Regions from separate parts of the Mus musculus genome. Here regions 1, 2 and 4 are each linked to region 3. The links are chromatin contacts, called in public Hi-C, HiChIP or PLAC-seq and promoter capture Hi-C maps. All regions are on one chromosome and are shown on one strand. The core of a region is the stretch at or near the end of the contact, and the rest is flanking DNA. Distances in the headings are between cores, read along the strand shown. Region 1 holds the start of E430016F16Rik (RIKEN cDNA E430016F16 gene). Region 2 overlaps Ntrk3 (neurotrophic tyrosine kinase, receptor, type 3). Region 3 holds the start of Ntrk3 (neurotrophic tyrosine kinase, receptor, type 3). Region 4 overlaps Ntrk3 (neurotrophic tyrosine kinase, receptor, type 3).

Region 1 (5,616 bases), core at 124-2,623, 140 kb before region 3:
GAAGCAGCCTAAGTATAGCTTCCTTCACATGATAGGGTCTTCACTGTGACTCCCAGGGTCACACGGGGCTTGGAGAGAGTTCTTCCTGAGGTTGGATCTGGAGAATATAGTAACTGTATCCCACAGAGATGGCTTCGGTCCGTTTTGCTTTTTGAGTTCTTAAGTCTGCTTTTTATAGTTTGCTGTCTCTTTCTGTGCTCTCAGGCTGTCAACTGTCACTTCCTGCAGCTGTCAGCCTGGCTTTCTCTTTCTTGAGACTCACCACTATCGGCATCTTCCCCGCCCCCAGTGCGCACACACACACACACACACACACACACACACACACACACACAGAGGGAGATTCCATTCTGATTCAGGATTACTTAGAGTCAGTGGGCTTGACTCATCCAATCTGTAAAGCAGCCACCCCCTAACCTGAGAGCAGCCCCTGATCTGGTGACATCAGCTTCACCTGGGAACTCCTTAGAGATGCCCATTCCTCCGGTCCTGTTCCAGACTTGCCTAATCAGAATCACTGGAGTGGGGTGGGAAGGGTAGAACAAGCAATCTGTATTTACCAAGCTGTCTGGTGATTTAGGTGTCTCTCAGTTGGAGAAATAGCCCATAGGAAAGGGAAATAAGGTCCGAGGGAAGGCTTACGGCGCTGCACGTGGTTCAGAGAATCAGTCTATGTTCTGTGTCCAATCTAGAGACTTCTGTGTCTTTCTGGGTTCTGGGCTGTGTTCAGTGCTATTGGACAGTTTCAGGATAGCTGAATTGTAGGAAGGTGTGATGTTGTGCATGTGTGTCAGCCTAGTACATACAGAGAATGAGTAAAGGATAGAGAGAGAAAAGCCAGGCTCTGCAGAGAGGCTTGTCTTAGCTCCTAGAATCTTCCGTGTGTGGCTTAGCCTCAGAATCCTGGTTGCAATCCACCAGCTCAGAGTCCTACCAGTCTTCAGGTAGAAGGAGGAGCTCCTGGGTTTCGCCTGTGAATAGTGTGCCTAAGGCTCAGACCAAGTGTCAGGAACACTCTGAGAGTTACCAGCTGGTGGAGACTCTGCCAGAGACTCTCCACGCGGAATTTTTCAGGCGGACAGCTGGGATATGTGTGGGAGCCTCAGAGATGCATGGATTTGGGTTTGTAAACACAGGCCTGTTAAATTTAGGGCGGGCCTCGGGCCTAGGAGAGCTCCGTAGCATCATTTGGCAACTGTTGCCCATATTGAGTGGTTTAAAAACCCTGCTTATTCCTTATATAGTAGGAGGCCTGTTTTAGCACAGCTTGTCATCAGAGGGGAGGGTCTTGGCACAGGAGTTGAACACCCACTGTGTGCCAGGTGCTCTGCATAAACCATGCCGTTTTGACTGCTGCGTATTCAGGGGCTGAGGCTTATCAGCTCTGCTTACTGAGAGCAAAGGTCTAGACCTAAGAAATCTCAGTCATGGTGTTGGATGTGCCTCAAGGATGGATGCAAGAGGACCACCTCCTGTGTAGTGGAGAAGGGCAACCGGCAGATGGCATGTAGTGGTAAGGATCCTCTGTCCATAGTGAGAACCCGATACCATCCATAGAAGCCGGGCCAAAGAACTGGCCAAACTGCCTAGTTTCCTTGTGTTACTGCTTGTCAGAAAAAGACATCTGGAGTATGATCCCACAGGATGCTCTTCAAATTCAAGGCTTTGCTGGACAAATCACTTTGGGAATTGTCATAAAGCTTTATTCTCCCCTTGGAGATTGTGAGTTACTTGTGGTAAGCAGGGTTAACCAGCCAAGCAGACAGAGATGATCACTATAAAGAGATGCTGGGAACTGGCTTTGTGGTGGTGCGGGCTGGCAGGGAAAGGTTGACGTCCCAAGGGCAGGCTGCACCTCTCTGCCTGCATCAAGGGCGATGCTGTCTGTGAGTGGGACCCTTCCACCCACCTTTGTGGGGAGACTTCCACTCTACTGTTAGGGCCTTTGGAGCCACTGAGTCCAGTCAACCCAGGTATCCTTTACTCAAAACTAGCTTATTGTAGAATTAACTACACCTATCAAATTTTCCTGGAAACACCTAGGGAAGCATTTGACATTGGCATCTAAGATTGATCACTACAATTATGGTTTAGACCTTAGATATACCCCGAAGGCTTGTTGAAGGCTTTGTGGCAGTGTTTGGAGCTAGTAGAGTCTTTAGTGTGGAGCTCTGTAGAAAGGCATCAGGTTCATAGGGTTCTGCCCATGAAAGTGTGATTGGTATCTCAGTCCCTTTCTTTTCATCTCTGCTTACTGGCTGCCACCGGTGAGCAGCCTCCTCTGCCCTGATGATTTCTGTGCCACAGGCCTGAAGCAAGTGAACTGAGCCACTGTGGACTGAAACCTCAGAATGCATGCATGCATTGAAACACTCTTGTACATTGAGTGCCTCAGGTATTTAGACACAGTGAGACAGAGATGACTGGCCAGTAGAATACCAGATGTAGCACAGAAGTCTTCTCCAAAAAGACATCTTGATTTTGGTGAATCTCTTCCCTCCTAAAGTTGCCCTGCCTGCTCTCCCATTTTACAAACCCGTAACAGAACAGCCATGTGTGCCAGAGTTCCACACAGCGCTTAGGAGATTGCTGGCCTGAGCTTCCTGGCCCTACCTCAACCCGAGACCCTGGAAGAGCTCAGACGCTAAACAATTCAGTCTTTGGTGATTCAGGGACATAGTTTGCCAACCTCAATCCCATTGGTATCTTAGCCAGCTAATTCTGTGTCATAGGGCTCACCCTGTGTACTGTGGGATATTTAGCAGGATTCCTGGTCTTGGTCTGATGGATGACAGCAGTACTCCTTCCTCCCCAGCTATGACAATCCATAATGTCAAACATCTTCCGACAAGTGAAATGTTCCCTGCTGAAAAGCACTAGTGCAGAGGAAGACATTGTGGAATAGCATAGAGGTCCAGGGAGCCCGGCAACCTGAGTTTGAACTGTACCTCTCACATTTAACTGTGTCCTACCGTGTTCTGGACAACTTGGAGCAGTCCAGCCTGGGTTGACTAGCTCTGTGCGGGGAATGACTTTACTTTCATGAGGCCCCATTTTCCACCTCTCCAAAATGATGATCATGATAGGATTTATCAAGTTATTGAGGGATTCATTGGAGTAGAGTATTTAGGCTGCCTGGCTCTCAACAATTATTCTGCATGTGTTTGTCCTTTAGCCTTCTGACAAGGAGGCCCAGTCTCTTGTCTGAATTCTCCTGGGCATCCTGGGATAATGGAATTGCAAGACCATCATCTGGTCTATATTCTAAGTAAGAAGACAAATTCATCTTGGGGTTTGAGGCTCCAGGGCTTCAGACTGGTAACAGTCCCCCACTCGGAGTGCAGATGCCCATGACCCCAAGTTTACAGAGGAACTTCAAGAATGTCCAGAGCTCAGCAGCCTCAGACTCCCTTCCAGGCCACTCCACAGGTTGCTCCATGGCTCCTTCCCACAGGCCACAGATTTATGAATGGTGCACACTGTGTCCTTGCCAGGAGGTTTATTAATGGGCTTTCATACAGCACTTTAGGTTGGTGAGCTCTCCTTGCTCCTTCGGTTCCTGGCCGGATGCAGGGAGATACATCACATCAGCAAAATCTTCCTCTTGATTTGCCAGAGGGGGTGATTAAGACACCATCTATTGGGGATAGACTCTCAGCCCACTCTCCTCCTCCTTTGGCCATCTCTTGGCCACTAACAAATTCCATGGAGGCAGCATATAGCCCATAGCCATCCTCTGCAGGTAAGACGGCCACCTTATTGCCAGTCATGGGGATGCAGAGCATACTAACTTCAGGTCAGAAGTTTTGGGTTCTGGGCATCTACCTACTAGGCAGATAACTCGGGAGAGTTGCTGGGCCTCTCAGAGTTTCAGTTTCTTCATCTGGAGTCACAGCCATCTCCTAGCATGGGTGGGAATATTTCCTGAGTGTTTTAGTTGTGCAAAACCTTGTCCAGGATTAGTGTATCCTCTTTATGGAGGAAGCATGCACAGCAAGGGTGGGGTTTGAGTTACTCAGACACCTCAGAGTGTAGCAGCTTTGGAGGGGCTCTGAACCATTCTTCAAAAGATGCCATTTTTTCCATTTGGGGGAACACAAAAAGAACTTCCATGCAGTCTCTCATACCTGATGAGTCACCTGTGCCTGGTACCTGCAAAGGGCAGGGTCCCTCTGAAGAATGAAGGACAAGCCCCGAGGGATGAAGTACCTCTGTCCTCAGGTGTTGTGCAGAAGTTACCTTCCAACTTTCCATCTTGGGGGGAAACTTCTTTTTTTTTTTATTACGTATTTTCCTCAATTACATTTCCAATGCTATCCCAAAAGTCCCCCCCACCCTCCCCCCACTCCCTCCCCCCCACTCCCCCTTTTTGGCCCTGGCGTTCCCCTGTACTGGGGCATATAAAGTTTGCGTGTCCAATGGGCCTCTCTTTCCAGTGATGGCTGACTAGGCCATCTTTTGATACATATGCAGCTAGAGTCAAGAGCTCCGGGGTACTGGTTAGTTCATAATGTTGTTGCACCTACAGGGTTGCAGATCTCTTTAGCTCCTTGGATACTTTCTGTAGCTCCTCCATTGGGGGCCCTGTGATCCATCCAATAGTTGACTGTGAGCATCCACTTCTGTGTTTGCTAGGCCCTGGCCTAGTCTCACAAGAGACAGCTATATCACGGTCCTTGCAACAAACGCTTGCTAGTGTATGCAATGGTGTCATCGTTTGGAGGCTAATTATGGGATGGATCCCTGAATATGGCAGTGGGGGAAACTTCTTAAGACGTGATATTTACAGGGAGATGAAACAACAGGATGTTCTGAGGGGAGGCGAAATGCCCTAGGGAACTTCCTTAAGATAAGAAGCAAAGAACTCAAAATGGTTTCAGGAAGTTCCTGAAATTGACCAGATTAACCAGGCTTCTCTAGTCCTAAGAGCATATAAACAGTAAACTCTGCAGACAGCCACCCTTAGACAGGCCCAGCAGCCTGCAAGAAGCAGAGACCAGCTGAACTGGTGGAAAGAACCCTCCAGAAGGATGCTCTCTGACCTGCAGGCTGAGCAATGTGCCCCAGGTTTCCAGCTTTGTGAGCCGTTACCTCTGCTGGGGTGGGCTTTTGTGGTGGTGGTAGCACAGGGGCTTTTGAGTCTTTCTGCTACTGTAAGTAACCTCTCACCCGTATTCCTGTAAGGAAGTAACCCCAATAAAACTCATTAGTGCACCATGTTGGAATTTGGTGGCATCTATACTTTGATCTGTCCTCATTTCTCTGTCTGAGGTAAATAGAGGTATTTGTTTATGTCTTTTTATAATACTAGGATCACAGTTCTCTACTTCCAGCAGTCCTGACAGAGTGTGAGGGAGACTGTACAAAGAGGTCTGGATACCCACCTTCTGTGTTTTTGACTTTGGAAGTTGGATTAGAAGAGCCATGAAGTATTCTCCAGCTTTGGTACCTTGTGCTTTCAGGGAGAGTCAGCATCACCTCTCTGTTCCCAGGTAGCTAAAGTTTTCATGGCAAAAATGTGTTCATTCTAAGGGGCAGAGCAGAGGTTAGAACATTCCACTGCTGACATTCAACCCCCATGGTCCTAGATGTGATTGGTAGCTTTGAACTAAGAAG
Region 2 (5,184 bases), core at 2,357-4,856, 180 kb after region 3:
CTCAGCTTCTCTTTCCATCATCTTTATAACAGAATGGGTCTTGGAGGGGAGAGAGAGGAATTAACTTGAACTATTCCTCACCGCCCCCATCCTTTTTGATGCAGAGGGACTTGGCAGGATGGAGTCACATATGAGGTCAAGTATCTATGACCAGCCTCCAGGCTTTCAAAAAAATCTTGAGTGTATAAGAAACAGCAAAATGTTGCCCAGAGAGATAGAATTAGCTTTGTTGTGCTTGGGAAACACAGTCAGTGGGATTAAGGTGTGTGGCCTGGATGGCATGCAGCAGCTGTCCCCATTGTCTCAAGCTCCTGATGGGTAGAAGAGTGCACATTGGACTGCTTATCTGGCAGGTGTGGTACCCATGTATCCATCCTACCCTGTTCTTCCCCTCAACCGCACTCTCCCACCTACTACTGAGCCTGGGCACTATCATTGGACCTAAGACACTGTCTTATTTCTAGGGTTCATATATGAAGACGGATTCGCAGCCAGGTCAGGCACTCTTGTTCAGGGGATCCCAGTTCAACCATTTTTTAGAAAGGAGTTTAGTGAACAACTCGAGCAGCTTCCATTGCTAGTCGGTGCCAGCAATGAGTTTTGCACAGCTCTGCCTTTCAGTTCCCTTTCTGGCTAATTTATCCCAGCTTCTCTTGAAGTAGTGTTCTGGCAAGGGAACAAGGCCTGGTGACAGAGACATCAGGTACCACATACTACTCTTCTATTTCTGAGCAAGAAGCCCTTTTTATTTTTGGATTTGGTTGGCTGGACAAATACTTCCAGTTGCACATATATTTCCCCACCTTCCTTCCTTTTCCAGAGAAGAACCCAAATTTCTGCCACATTGTGGCCACTGGTGTCATGCTTGTCACTCCCATTCATTGCTGATGTGAACTCGTCAGGAGCCTGGCTTCCATCTTTCTGGGATTTGGCCTCAGCTGCTCTCTTCCTTAGGCCCTGGGATTAGAAGGACCAAGTCACTGCAGGGCTTGGTCAACCCTACTGGGACTTTCTGTCAGTGATGTTTGTTCCTCAGGTTGCCTGAGGTGGTTTTTTGGAGCAACTTTTCCATGTAAATTTACCTTGGAGATCTAATAACTCCTCAAAGAGTTAGCATGACAAAGATAAACAAAAGGCAGGCACACACAGCATTAAAATAAAAAGGGCAAATGGCTAATAAACATATGGAAATTTGTTCAGCTTAAGTAGGGATCAAAGGAACAATAATCAAATCAGTTACAAGATTCTGTTCTCCATATTGAATTGGAAAAAACAAAAATGAACAATGTTTTTGATGCAGAGAAATTGAGGCTCTTAGTCCCCTTAACACAGGGAAACAACTTCTCTGGATGGTTGCTTGACAGTATTTCTCAAAAAACTTTAAAGTGGATATTCTCTTTGACTCAATAGTTCCACACTGTGACATTTTCTTCTACCTTAAGGAAATAATCAGAGATGTTCACACAAGTTCACTTACAGGGTCGTGCAGTGTAATGATGGAAAATTGGAAGTGATTGAAATGCCCGACAGAAAGGAATCTGTTATATAAATCATGATTCATTCAAGTAATGAAACACCATGAAACCATTAAAACATGCCAAAAGAACAATATTTAATGTCACGTGAAATACTTACAACATTTGATACATAGAAAAAGTCAGACAAGTCAGTATATTCAATACGATCCCATTTTGTACTGATATAAAGGCATTCATGTGGGTACGTGGGAGGAACCACTGGAAAGAACATGATAACCACTTAATATGGTTATTTCTAGGTATGGAAATTTTTCTCTTCCTTTCACCATTTGCAAACTCAACTGCTTGAAATTTAGATGGTTCTCATACTCTCCCCCCCACCCACGTGTGTGTGCGTGCCCATGTGCACGTGTGCTAGAGATCAATGTTAGATGTCTTCAAACGATTGCAGGGGTGGCTGGCAATCTCTAGGGAACCTTTTGCCTCTACATCAGTGATATGATTGCAGCCACATTCCACAGTGCCCAGTTTCTTATGTGGGTGCTAAAGATTTGAACTCATGTCCCCATGTTTATACTGCAATATATTTTTACCAATAGAGATATCTCCCCAGTACACCCCCACAGCTACCTTTTGAGACAAAGTCTCACTGTGTATCCCATACTGGGACTTTCTTTTGTCCTAGACTTGACTCAGACCTGTGGCCGTTGTTCTATCCCAGCCTAGTGAGTGCTGGGATTTATAAGCACAGGCCACTGTGGCCAGCTCTTCCTGGTTATTTGTTATTGATAATTCACTGATGAGTATCATTTGCCAATTTTCTAAAAGACATTTTTTTTATTGATATGTCTGCAACTTTAGGGTCAAATGGCACATTTGATAAATGAATGTACTCTATGTTACATCATTAATTAAAAACAACATGAAGTCATTTGAAGACTTCACTGCAGTTGTCTTGACCTCAGTCAACTCCATCAGTTAGCCATGCTTTCATGCTGATTCTCTTTGTCTGTTTGCCTAGAGTATGCTAATGACTTAGAGACAGGGTTTGTGAGTTACAGAAGGTGTGTTTGTGTCTTTCAAAGTTCTGTACTTCCTGGCAGCAGGAGGCATCCTGGGATCCTCCCTTTACTTTGGTACTGGTGGCTGGTGGAGGTGAGGCAGAAAGAAAGGCCCCATTGCACACTGAGGACCTTCTTGCTATGGGATAACCATGATGGCAAAGTCCTTCTCTGACCTTGATAATCCCAAACTTGCTTTATCATCAGAGTCCCTATTCTGACCCACCAGAGAGGATATTTGGTTTTGGTTTTTTAACTAGAAGAAAATTCTCTGCCTGCAAAGGATTTCTGTGTTGCTATGCCATCATCTTTAGAACCTACAATAGAACGAAAACACTCATGTTCTGTGCTGAGGACCAAGCCACGGTGTTGAAGGTTGGAGCTTCTGCTCAACTGAAATGAACCTATTTATTCTCAGAAGCCTAGCCCCAGGCTGGAGTATTGTTCTTATTGTCTTTCTCAAACCAATGGGGATATGATTTGATCCATGTAGCTCTGGAGGCCCTTGGTGCCCCATTTTCCATTAGCATTCTTCAAGAGACTGTGTCTGTGTTACTCACATTGCTGTCTGCTGTCCTGTGTGCTCCTTGAAGCCACTGTTACTCAAGGTTGTGTGCTTGGGATGCAGATCTATAAAGAGTAAAATTTATTGAACCAGTGACAATCTTGTGAGGTGAGGAGTGGTTCCAGGTCTATGGGGAGTGCATGCTGGAAACAGGGCTGGGTCCCAGCCTTGTTCTTTGTGCAAAAAGAAGGTTTTAGAGTTGTTTTGTCTTCCCATTTGCTGCCTCCTCCCCACCACTATTAATGAGTTGTTGAGTGCCCCTACTGTGATCAGCACACTGAGAGACACAAGTCAGAAACCTTCCAGTCTGATGTAGCCAGACAAAGGACTCAGGCATCTGCCACCTTCCTGAGAGGAGACTCTTAACTCTCTCCACCATCAGCTTTCTCAAAGTTTTGATATGCATGTGTGTTTCCATTTATAAACACCTCTTGGTAGGAGTGGAGACAACTTGATGGTGAGGGTGAGGGTGGGGGAAGCAAAGGGCTGGGTGGTGTGGAGGAGGATGCTGGCGAAGGAAGGGCTTTGGAGGAAAGATGGCATTGCAGGAGGCAGCTCCAAGCGTGTGGTTCGTGACTCCAAATCTAATGTTGTTGTGGAGCCAAGACATTGCTGAGAAGCAGAAACTAGAAGGCAGAGGCCCAGTGAATAGAGGCAAGTACAGGAAAATTGGGCCAAAGCCAAGGCCAAGTTTAGCAACTGGGGGTATTTCAGAAATATTTATATGCACTCAACTTCACGAACTTAAATAACTGTTAGTAAATATCCAATCTTAGGTGATTTTTTTTTGCTAGGTTTTAGAAAGTGATTTCATGTGTGCTTTTTGGAGACTCACACATAAAGAGATACAGTCGTGTGTGTGTGTGTGTGTGTGTGTGTGTGATGGTGTGTGTGTGTGTGTGTAGGTGTGTGTGTTCACACACTTTGTATGAGCAGATGTACATGCCCATGCAAATGTGCCTAGAGGTCAGAGGACATCCAGTATCCTCTTCAGTTCTTTGAGGAGTGGTCATTCACGGAGCCTTTCGGCTAGGCTGGCAATCTCTCTGCTTCCCTCTTCCCCAAGGGTGTGGATATTCATGACCATGCCTGGCTTTTTATGTGGGTGCTAGAGATCCGAACTCAGGTTCTCACTCTTCTTTCGGAATATTCCTCACCTACAAAACCATGAGGCCCAAGGAGACAGAATGTTTCAGTTGGCAGGCCGCAGGATTGGGGCTTTGCTCACCCCTAAGGGCAGTGCTTAGCACTTCCATTTCATTATCTTCAACCATTGCCTATAATTCTTGAGAAATCAATGAAAAATTCCAGATAAAGAGAGGAAATTGCAGGGAGGGGGTACACAGGATACCAGACTTCCCTCTAGGGAGCTAGTGAGGAGGGCATGTGGAATGTGGTTAGTGTGAAGTGACTCTGGTAGGTTCCTTTTTGGGGACAGAGCAGGGCTCCAGAGTCTCCTGGGGCTCCTCTAGGCCATTTTTCTATTAGGACCATTATACTGCTAATGGAAGTGACAGGGCTTGACATTTGGGTAATTAAAACATCCACTGACTGAATAATAACTTTTTATTGACAATCATACTGGTGAAGGCAAAATTAATTTGATTTTAGACATCCTAGCCATGGAGTCAACTTGGACAGGGGCCAGGATTATGTGAATGGAGTTGTTGATCCCGTGGGTTGCAGTGAAAGCTCTCAGGTGGCCTCATTTAGCGTGAGCATGAAGAAGCCAGCATGGCCGGACCCATTGCTGGGACCCTTTGGTGACTTAGAGGTGAGGGGTGTAGACAGCTGGAGTTTTGTGCTGCAGGTGACTGCTGCAGGTGACTGAGTTGTATGCTTGTGGATTTGAGACATGAACTCTAGAAACTGTATTAGGGGATGCTGTTTAAAGCAGAGTGACATGCTTCCTAAGCCATGGACAGTTAGAAGATGACCCTGGCATGTGAACTTTCAGATTATAAAGGAATTGTGCAGGGGAGCCAAGCTGAGAAACATGTTGGGAGATGGAAGAGATGCCCTGGATCATATATTAACCACCAAAGGTAGCTCTTTTTAAATACAACAGAACAGGTTCTGA
Region 3 (5,049 bases), core at 2,016-4,515:
CCCCAGCAGTGCACACTGCTAAATAAATCCATTTTTTAAAAACATGGGTGCCGAGTCTTCATGCTTGTGTGATCAATACTTTATTGATGACAGCCATCTTGCCAGCCCCAAAGTTCTGTTTTTGCAGGCACCCAAGACACTCATTTATTCTAACTGGATGCTTCTGGGAACCTACATGGAATCCCTGTTCCTTTCTAATGAGTCCCTTCATCCAAGGCTTGTGGAGAACCAGAGATGATTCGAGCTGTAGGGGCTCTGAAGCTGCCCCCACCCCATGCCTGTCAATCACCTAGGGGAACTTCTTAAAATGTTTGGTTTGGGAAGTCTCTGATGAGGTCCAAGGAGTTGTATTATCTATTACAAGCTGGCAGGGACTGTGGATGTCATCAGTTAAAGGAGAGCAAAGACCTGGTTCCATGTGGTCATTTCATGGATTTGAAAGCTGAGGCCCAGAGTGTAAGTCTATTTGTTCATGGTCATAAGTAGAACTCTGCTCTTTCCACTTGCATTAAAAAAAAAGAGCCTTCTTCATTTTTAAGCTTTACTTTCTAAGTGGGCTCAGAGCTCCTAGCACCTTACCTTCATCCTATCCACGGTCAAGAATGAAAGACCTTTTGTCCAATCAGAGTCCCTTGCTTCACAGCCTGAATTTTCACTCTCTGAAGAGGTTTCCAAAGTTTTGCTTTGAAACCCGACTTATGGATAGCATCCTTTCTTTGCAGGCAGTAATAAAAATCGTCCTTGTCCTTAAAAATGGGCGGGGCACCCTTTAAGACACAACTATGCTTTCTCCTTGTTGGAGCTCTACTAAATCCCCTCAGGCAGTCAGCTATTCTGTCTCCCTGGGGTAGTCTGGGAAATGCTTCCTATTTCTCCTCTGCTATCTCTCAAGAGAGGCCAAGTTCCAGTGTCCTGGCTACACCTTACTCTCCCTGCCTCTCAGAGAACCCTAAAGTCACTCAGGATGGCACTTGAAGTGTCAGGGAGATTCCCAATGGACAAGGACATCAGGGACTGGCCTGAAGCCAGTAGGTTCTGGTTTGAGAGTCTAAGGCTGTCTCCACTCTGTCCCCTCCTGCTGGCGGGAGGGCAAAATGCCATTCTGGGGACAAGGCCATCATGGCGACAGGGTGTAAAAGTCTCACTGGGGCAAAAGGAAGGCAGAGTGTAATGAGAAGTCGGGGAAAATGCCTTTTATAGGCATGCTCTTTTCTTTTCCTCCTTTCACCCAAGTTTACTCCCAGCAAAAAGTGTTACTGCAAGCCATCGGGTCTGTCTGTCGGTGGCACTAGGGGCAGGCTGGTGGCACCGCAATACCCCTTCCCCCCATCTTGCCTGCAAGTTGCATGACCTGCATTGGAATCCACAGGGGGGCGGGGGAGAATCCTTTCAGATCCTGGATGCTGTTGAATTCAATGTATTTTGCTTCCTTGCCTGCCCTCACCCAAGCTCGGGGAGGAGAGCGCTGCTTTCTTCTGCGTGTGAATGCTGTAGTGTGTCTGCCTGCTCGGATTCCCCTAACCCTTTCTTCTCCTTTCCCACAGCAAAATCTCAGGCTTTCTCAGGAAATAGCTCGCATTTGGCATATTTACATTTGCATTTTATTTTTAAAACAATCCTATCAAGGCAAAAAGCGGGGGCTATACTTCTCTCCCCATCAGGTCTAAACTTGCCTCGAAGGCTGCACCTGTTTTGAGCCCCTACCAGGAAGGGGTGTTTGTGGGGGAGGGAAAGAGGAGGTTCTGTGCCCCCCAAATCATCCGGAGAGAGCAGTCCGCCCACCCCCTCACCAGGCTGCCAGCTCGGCGCACCCGAGGGCTGAGCCCAAGAAGCTGGCCTCCGACGGTGCTGGCGTGGTGCTTGCCAAAAAATGCCCTTCGCATCTCAATTTCCTGGCCGCTTCTTTCGCATGAATCGCTCGCCCTGGGCCACCTCGGTTCTCCAGCGCAGTCCTGCAGGCGCTCCTTCCCTCTTTCTCTCCTTCTCTGGTCCCTGTTTGTCCAAGGCGGAACCCATAACGCACCGCCAAGAAGGAGCAATAGGCTCAGGGGCACTCAGTGTGCCATGCCACGCAGTCCCCTCCCAAGCTGAGCCCAGCTCCCGGGACTCTTGATTACCCAAATGAGTGTCATTCAGATCTAGGTCTGCACGTCTGCGGCCGGCGTCCCTGGCTGCCTCGCTCGGGTTCCTGTGCGCTCCTGATTCCCGTCACTGTCCGTGAGCCCGAGACCCTCACTCAGGCTGGGGAGCATCCCGGGTCACCTGGGCCACGCTCATTTCGCTTCCTCCTGCGGAGGAGATTGCAGCAAAACCGGGCAGCACGAGGGCCAAAAAGTGGAAGGGAGAACGCCTTTCGTGTTGCTCAGTCAGCTTGCCAACTCTCCCTCCCCAACGCCGACCCTCGGAATCCCAACTGCAACTTTTCCTTTCCGTCTCGTTTTCCCCTCGGCTGCAGCGAGCGGGCGCGGGCGTGGAGCGGGCGGGCAGCGGCGCGGCTGCGGGTGGCGGTACCGGCGAGAGCCGAGAGCCGGCGAGTGGGTGGGTGGGTGGGGAAGCAGGAGGGAGAGGACGGGCGGGGAGAGAGAGGGGTGTGGGGAGGGGAGGGAGGGGGAGATTCCGCTCTCCTGCCTCTCCCAGCCCGGGCGGGGGGCGGGGGGGGGGGAGGAGGCCGCGAGGAGGGAGGGGAGGAGGGAGGGAGGGAACCGAGGAAGACGCTCCGATAACCCGTGCGTTTCGTAAGGCTCGGAGCACTTGTACATTTCTGCAGGCGCGTAGCGAGCCATTCGCCGCGACTGCTGCAGCTCTGACTGCATCTTCCTTCTCCTCCTTCCTCCAGCTCCGCGCGTGTGTATGTGAGTGTGTGCGAGTGTGTTTTGCAGGTGTGTCCGTTTTAATTCTGCCTAGGAGGTGGGACTTGGTGACTTTAGCACCATCTTTTTTTCTTTTTTTATTATTATTTTTGCCTTCCCACCGTCTGTTGTTACAACCCTGCAAAGTCTCGGAGTCGGAGAGCGCGCCTCGTTTCCAGAGCTTCTGGACCCCGCAAGCCGGCGAGCGCCGAGCCGGCCACCATGCCCGGCAGACCGCGCCACTAGGCGCTCCCCGCGGCTCCCACCCGGTGGCGGCGGCGGCCGCGATGGTTTCCGACGCTGAAGGATTTTGCATCTGATCGTTCGGCGTTTCAAAGGCAGAGGCCCCCCTCCCCCTTCCCCCCTCCCTCGCTGTCTTTGTTTCCTTCCCCCCCTGCTCTCCCCACTCCCCCCACCCCACCCCCCTCTCCTCTCCTCCTCCTCCTCTTTTTTAGAAGCAGCGATCGGAGATGGATGTCTCTCTTTGCCCAGCCAAGTGTAGTTTCTGGCGGATTTTCTTGCTGGGAAGCGTCTGGCTGGACTATGTGGGCTCCGTGCTGGCTTGCCCTGCAAATTGTGTCTGCAGCAAGACTGAGATCAATTGCCGGCGGCCGGACGATGGGAACCTCTTCCCTCTCCTGGAAGGGCAGGATTCAGGGAACAGCAATGGGAACGCCAGCATCAACATTACGGACATCTCAAGGAATATCACTTCCATGTAAGTCAGGCGGCCGCTACCCAGCCCGCCCCCCACCCCCGCCCCAGCTTCGCGTCTCCGTCTTGCCCGCCCGCGGCCCGGGAACTGGCCCTGCGCTCCCCAGCTCGCCTCTGTTCGCAGCCCGCCGGGTGCGCATCAGGCTCGCCCTGGCTCGGGAGATGCTGTAGGGCTGCGTGTTTCAGGTGACTCCAGCCCTAGCCAGGCGTGATTTGATGATGCTGGTGGGTACCTCTCCCTGGAGAGGACCCTTCCGGGCGGAGTGCACCCGGGCCCAGCTCCTGTCCCCGCCCCCACCCTCTGCCTGCTCGTTTCGAGGGTGCGAATTGGGTTCTATGCCCCCCACTAAATAGCAACAGTTTGGCCACGCTCAAGTGGAATAAAGTAGAGGCGTCTCGTTTCCCTGACAGGCGGTGGCAGATAGCGGCGGCAGAGGCAAAGCTTAGCCTAGCCTTGGAGGGAAGGTGACAGATAGGGACTGCTTGAGAACCAATCGGGATTTTTTAAAAAAAAAACTGTTTCCCTTTGGAGAGAGCAAAACATGCCAATAAGTAAACAAGTTGGAAGCTGGCTTCTCCCGAGGAGACTTCGGACGTGTTCTGGCCGTCATGGACGCCTACCTCTTTGCTTTTCCTCCCCCCCACCTCCCGCCGCCTTCTCCAACCCCATTTTGGGCATTTCCGAGACATCCCCCCCTTTCCCACCCTCATCTGCATCTGGGCGCCTACAGACCCTTTCCTGGCTTGGGCTTCCATAACTGCCCAGGGTAATTCTGAGTCAGGTTGCTGGAGGCAGGAGAGAGAGGACGACCTGGGTTTTGGGAAGGAAATTTCTTTCACAATTCTGCGGTTCCTTCCCCCCACCCCCTTTCTCTCAAAAATTGAACTCTGCGTGGCGTTTGGCTGGTTTGCCCCGGCTGAGTGGGACCCTGTGTAGTGGCCTGCTCTTTTCTTGTTGTGTTTCTTTGGTAGGGATGGGGCCAGAGGCCTGTGAAGGAGTGAAAGGAAGAGTCAGGGCCAGGAGCCTGCATAGCCTTTCTTTCATTCTTCATTCTTCAGCCAGGTGACCACCACCCCTCTGACCTCTCTGCCCCAGGAAGGAGAAGGGTGTGGATAGCTCTTGGATGCTCGGAGGGCAGCTCATTGGTTTTTGCCCCGTGCTCTCATCCCTTGGGAGCCCCAGGACTGACTAGGACGGTGGCCAGGCTCTGAGGGAGACGTTTAGGGTAGCTCTTTGCCTTGGGGACGGACTAGAGCAAGAAGGGACCCAGTGTGCTGTGGCTACTGCCCTCTCAGTGTCCACCCCCTCCCCTCTTTGCTCCAACCATTGCCTCAGGACTACAAAGCCTGAAGGAATTGGAGTCAGGCTCTCTCCAAAGCCCACCAGTTCTCTTGGTATAAGAGAGACCAGCTTGTGTTCTTGCAGCTTACACTTTGAGGGAGATGAACAGCCCCAGAAGATGTCCCCGACTCCTGGAGACAATCC
Region 4 (4,959 bases), core at 1,325-3,824, 230 kb after region 3:
TTAGGAGTGAGGACAGTTTCTATGTAGTATGTTCAAGGTTCACGAAAATTCTTAGTCACAAGACTGGGTCAATCTTTGTCTGACACTTATAACCTCTTTGATTACAGATTCAAGATGCTAAGGGACCATGTCTTCAGGTGAGATAGTAGCTACTCTTGGCATTAGATACTCTTGGCATTGTTTTCTTCTTAGAATAGGTTTAGGTTTAAAACGGAGCAAAAAGTGGAGTTCCCACATGTTCCTATTTATTCCCTCTCCCTACAACAGTTTGCTGCAGTATCATTGAAATCTGGCATGAGTGTGGTTCAGTTTTGTTAAGTGATAGCATTATGGTAATATTGAGAGATTACTGTTAGCTAAAGTCCACAGTTTTCAGCAGGATGGTCTCTTGGTGTGTGGCAGTTCTATGTTCTGATCTAAAAGTCCTGTTTCATATCTCAACCCCCTAGCAAGTACTGATCTATTTACTGTTCTCATTGTTTGTGGTATGTCTTTTCTACTTGCCATATAGTTGGAGTTACAGTGAAACTAACCTTCCAGCTTGGCTTCATTCACTTAGCAGTATGCCCCTAAAGTTCTGCCACATCTATCCATAGCCTGATAGCTTATTATTCTTCATTATCATGTAACTTTCCAACTTCTCAATGTGCTACACTGTTATCACTCACTCACCTACTGAAGGGCATTGTATTGGTTTGTTAGAGCTTCATAGCACAGCACTCCAGACAAATCAGCTTCACACAACATGAATATGTTGTCACAGTCTGAAATCTAGATTCTGGGAGGGTATCGCTTTTTCTCAAACCCTTATAGATCCTTCTGAGCCTCTGTGTCTGATGGGATAGCCAGCATCATGGCTGTTCCTCAAATTCACAGGTGAGCCACTCCATCTATCTTCATATGGCTTTTGGCAAGCATATTAAACTAGGGTCCCACTCTACCCCAGTTTTATCACTTAAAATAATTATATCTGCATTTTCCATACTTCCAAATGAATTTACATTCTAAGGTACCAGGAGTTAAGGCTTCAGGATAAATTTTTTGAAGTGGGTAATTAACAGTTTCATTGTTTGTGGTTTCCCGTTTGGAAAAATAAAGCCATATAAACATTCAGATGCAGGTTTATGGGTGGATATAAGTTTTGTCTTTATTTGTGTAAATAATTAGGAGTAACCCTGGGTCATATGCTAAGAATATGTAGCCTTCTAAGATACTGTCAAACTGTCTTACAAAGCAGAGGCACTGAGGCAGGTAGCTTCTGGTTCCCATCACACTTGCCTCTGCTAATCATCTCTGTCTCAGATTCTTTGCCTGCTTTCTGAAGTGTCTTTTACTCTGAAGTGTCCCAGCAGTAGATGCTAGCATAGTTCTTGTGGATGTTTATACAGACTAATGCACACCACTTTCATCTTGCCATGGTCAAAGGCCAGTTGGTGTGCTCATGTCAGATCTGGCCCCTTGGCTTACAGTGTGTCCAAGCTTGCAGTGAATGTCAACAGAGTTTGTTGAGTCCTTTCTTGTGGGCCAGATTCAAGCTTCTGATTAGCCCTTCCCTTTTATGTATCTACTCCTTTTATTTTTTTTATAGAATAGTTGATTTAGGGCATGGAGAGGGGAGTTAAGAGGGTAGCAGAGGCAGAGGAAGGCAGAAAGAAGGAGAGAGTAGAGAAGTGGAGGCTGGCCATGACCATGTGGTGAGAGGGGAAGCAAGGGGGCAAGAGAGACAAACAAGAGAGCTCCTTTTTTTTTTTAAATCTTGTTTTATTGTTTTTGAGACAGGGCTTCTCTGTGTAGCCCTGGCTGTTCTGAAACTCTCTCTGTAGACCGTGCTGGCCTCACACTTAGAGATCCACCTGCCTCTGTCTCCTGACTCCTTAGATGAAAGGCACATACTGTCACCACTTTCTTTTCTTCTTTGCCTTTTTCTGCCATTTTTGCCAATATCTTCATTTTTGCCATGTAATGCTTTCAAGCTGACTCCCCAGTTCTAACTTTCCTTCTGAGTCTCCATTTTTAAGGGCAGTCATGCATTCAACCCTGAGTCCCTCCTGGCTGGCCAACCTCATGTTCATTCCTTCCTTCCATTACAGAGGACATGGAAGCTCTACCTGACATCTTCACAGCCCCTCCCTCCCATGAGATTGCCAAAATTCCTTTATCTGTTGGTTTTCTGCAAAGTCCTTTTCGTTTTTGTTCACCTACTCAGTTTACAGACATCTACTGGTCTCATATTAAGTGTAGGAGCTGGGGCTAGAGTGCAAATCTTATCCTTTATATCTCTTCAGTCACAATATATCTGTTTGAAGGTTTAGGCCTTCCTCATTTCCCCAAGACAATGTCACTATGCACTCTCCCACTCTCACCTTTGAACTTTCTACACCAGGAAATAGAGCCAAGGAGACTCAAGTCTGTGGCCTTTACGGGGTTGAGTAAGTGGCTTGTCTCCTCCTTTGGCTCTACGCTTATTAGTCATGGATCTTGCCTTTTCTGGAAGAGAAACTGCCAGGGCTGGTTTCCCAGCTGCAGAGGGAAGCGTGGAGCCTGTGTGTGCAATGCAGTATTAATAGTGCATCTGCATGATATAGATTTCTGTCAACCTCTGTACTAACAAACATCGCTTAGCTCAGGGTAATGATGGCTGTTTATTCCCCAGCCACTTAGCTCAGCATCACGGACTTGCACATGAAATATGGAAAATGGGTTTCTTTGTCTGGGAAGGGCAGGCCCCTCCTAGAGCCGATATCGGAGGCCATGAGAGCAGCTACTGCTGCAGAGGCAGAGTGTACCTTTCTAGCTTTTCCTTCAGCAGATTGTCAGACTGGCCTTACAAACGGCAAGGAGTGGCTCTGGTTACAGGGCTGATCTGGGCTCCCTGAAGTATGCAACTGAGAAACGAAGGTTACCATATGGGGGGGTACTGCCTGGTGAGGGGTAGGACGACACCAGCAAGATGTGGCATGAGAGTGATGAGACAGATGTGGAGGTGTGGGATTCCGATATGCTCTTTCTTTCTTATGCTGGTTAATTTTGACAAGCACCCCTAGGGGAACCAGGGGCTGGATCTTGATGAAAGCATCAGTGACATTTAACTCTTAGACTTTGCCAGTGGTTGGGCATTCCCAGGCCCAGGTTTCCAGACCGTTATTCATGGACCATTTAAAATGAATGTAAGCTAAGATTGCTCCTCTCTGGTTTCTCTTTCATCCCATTTTCAGGTTTAATTGGGATGTTTAGCAGATCTCTGGGAGTTCTGTAATGCTGGGTTCAGTATATCCAGCCTCCTTACTATTTTGAAGATCTGGAGATGATGGTCAGGATGGGCCATCTTAGGAGTCAAGGGAATTAAGTCCTATTAATTAGGCTGAGGTGCAAATAGAAGCCACACACTTGTCTTGAGGCTCTCGACCCTGGAGAATAACCATTTCTAGACACAAACATCTGTATCCCCTGGGTATGGTACCGCTCAACTACACTATTTTTGATAACACCCCAACACCCCGCCACACCCACACACCCACACACATACATAGGGACATGAAATTAAATAACCATACTCACTCCAAATGATTTAAAAACCCTAAACATACCTGAAGATGCACTTCAAAGGTTTAGCCACCTGGCACAAAGAGACCTACTCATGTTCATCTCCTTGGGTCAAGGCAACCTGCCTTTCTGTTGATAGCTATGACCTCGTCTGTTCTGTACTTCACGGCCATAATCACATACTTAAAGTTAGAAACTGCATGCAGTCATGCTAATTAAGTAATGAGGTATAATTATGCTCACTGTAAATACACAGTAATTGGATAAAGAAAATGTACTTGGGGGATAAGGATGTACTTCATGGTTGAAGGTGAGGAATGACAAGGTCTCCAGCTATCCTGGAGGGGTGTCATTTCATGGTGCAATAGGAGCTCATGGGGGAGCCATATCCAACAGAGGTAAGTGAGCAGGCTATGAAGTGGGTACTTTGTTTCCTTTCCAGACGCCTAGATGCAGCAGGATTACATGTCTTCTTGGTACATTATGGTCTTTGCCTTGTCTTTAGGGAGTGGGAAGATTAACTTCTCTTGTGAGACTGTTTTACAGCTCAGAGTTTCTCAGATATGAGTTTATTTTTCTCCTTGACCAAATTCAGATACAGAATCTATATAGGGATGATGATGTTGATGATGATGATGATGATATTGATACTAGTTACCTTTGTTTGTGTGTAGAGAAGGTCAGAGATGGACACTGAGCATCTTTCTTTATCCTCCTTCATTGTTGGGTTCAAGGTCTCTCACTGAACCCAACATTAGCTCAATTGGATGAACACAAGTGAGTGGAGATCCATCTGGTTCTATGCCTACCAACCCCAACTCTACTCTAGGGTTCCAGATGGGTGTGACGGACGGTGCCTAGCATTTTTATGTGGTGCCGATGATCCAGACTTGGATCCTCGTACATATGCAGCTGGCATTTTCCTGTCTGAACCATCTCCTCAGCCACTGATTTGGAATTTTAAAGGGCGATAATTCCAAACTAGTTGAGACACACAGACATCAGACAGTAATCCAAAGATGGGCTTTACAATTGAGCTGAAGATGGTTGCTTGGACTTAAAGTCAATACGAATGAACTATTTGATGCCTTTCACAAGCTTGAACTTGTGGCACACAGGTATTGATGCTTCTATGCACATTGGACCATTCAGTTGCAGTATGAGGGATCGCTGTCTGCTCCATCTTTTGCATTTCAAAGTCTAGAAATGCCCGAGAAGACTTAGCACACAGGGAATTCTTTATGAATCTTATCTAAACAAGAAATGAGATGGCTGATGATGCTTCTGCCTCATTCCTTAGAACAATCCCTTGCCCTTCTCAGCAAATACCTCAGACATGAAGGGAAGGACATGGGAGTTACTTTTTTTGTTGCTAAGGCAGAGATACTCATTTTAGGAGCAGAGTTTGCAAATCAA

Evidence for each region. Promoter capture Hi-C pulls out the DNA fragments that hold promoters and counts their contacts. A called contact is a pair of places that touch in the nucleus more often than the background predicts. HiChIP or PLAC-seq counts read pairs in DNA pulled down with a chosen protein or histone mark.
Region 1: a contact with region 3 is called in a promoter capture Hi-C map of hippocampal neurons, with 6 times the contacts expected there. The contact joins the promoter of E430016F16Rik here to the promoter of Ntrk3 in region 3. A contact is called at or near these places in 23 of 39 promoter capture datasets (the 3T3-L1 cell line, 3T3-L1-derived adipocytes, the HPC-7 cell line and 14 more), 1 of 15 datasets of contacts at CTCF or cohesin (CD8 T cells), 4 of 484 Hi-C or Micro-C datasets (cerebral cortex, cortical neurons and uterus), 4 of 115 datasets of contacts at active chromatin or transcription factors (CD8 T cells, double positive thymocytes, memory CD8 T cells and 1 more) and 2 of 9 other capture datasets (embryonic stem cells and liver).
Region 2: a contact with region 3 is called in a Hi-C map of cerebral cortex, with 1.7 times the contacts expected there. The contact joins the enhancer-like site here to the promoter of Ntrk3 in region 3. A contact is called at or near these places in 3 of 39 promoter capture datasets (cranial neural crest, embryonic stem cells and hippocampal neurons), 5 of 484 Hi-C or Micro-C datasets (the N1E-115 cell line, cerebral cortex, embryonic stem cells and 1 more) and 3 of 9 other capture datasets (embryonic stem cells, liver and pancreatic islet).
Region 4: a contact with region 3 is called in an H3K27ac HiChIP or PLAC-seq map of SST interneurons, with 3 times the contacts expected there. The contact joins the enhancer-like site here to the promoter of Ntrk3 in region 3. A contact is called at or near these places in 4 of 39 promoter capture datasets (cranial neural crest, embryonic stem cells, hippocampal neurons and 1 more), 1 of 484 Hi-C or Micro-C datasets (the N1E-115 cell line), 4 of 115 datasets of contacts at active chromatin or transcription factors (SST interneurons, embryonic forebrain, embryonic hindbrain and 1 more) and 3 of 9 other capture datasets (adipose tissue, embryonic stem cells and pancreatic islet).

What each region holds. Positions count from the first base shown.
Region 1 is chr7:78,713,977-78,719,592 of GRCm38.p6, reverse strand. E430016F16Rik (RIKEN cDNA E430016F16 gene) reads left to right here and starts at 1,373. Exons shown (of 11, transcript NR_015542.2): 1 at 1,373-1,513; 2 at 5,312-5,492.
Region 2 is chr7:78,395,888-78,401,071 of GRCm38.p6, reverse strand. All of the region lies in intron 11 of Ntrk3 (neurotrophic tyrosine kinase, receptor, type 3), which reads left to right. Among named protein-coding and RNA genes, the nearest start is that of Gm39038, 180 kb to the left of the region's middle. Within about 2 kb of position 3,606, at least 2 of the 459 cell types and tissues checked have an H3K27ac peak or open chromatin away from gene starts, as enhancers often do. A contact at or near this core is called in cerebral cortex, where this site is marked.
Region 3 is chr7:78,576,054-78,581,102 of GRCm38.p6, reverse strand. It overlaps Ntrk3 (neurotrophic tyrosine kinase, receptor, type 3), which reads left to right and starts at 3,265. Exons shown (of 17, transcript NM_008746.5): 1 at 3,265-3,567. The coding sequence starts at 3,320. E430016F16Rik (RIKEN cDNA E430016F16 gene) reads left to right here. Exons shown (of 11, transcript NR_015542.2): 11 at 1-37.
Region 4 is chr7:78,345,221-78,350,179 of GRCm38.p6, reverse strand. All of the region lies in intron 12 of Ntrk3 (neurotrophic tyrosine kinase, receptor, type 3), which reads left to right. Among named protein-coding and RNA genes, the nearest start is that of Gm39038, 230 kb to the left of the region's middle. Within about 2 kb of position 2,574, at least 4 of the 459 cell types and tissues checked have an H3K27ac peak or open chromatin away from gene starts, as enhancers often do. A contact at or near this core is called in SST interneurons, where this site is marked.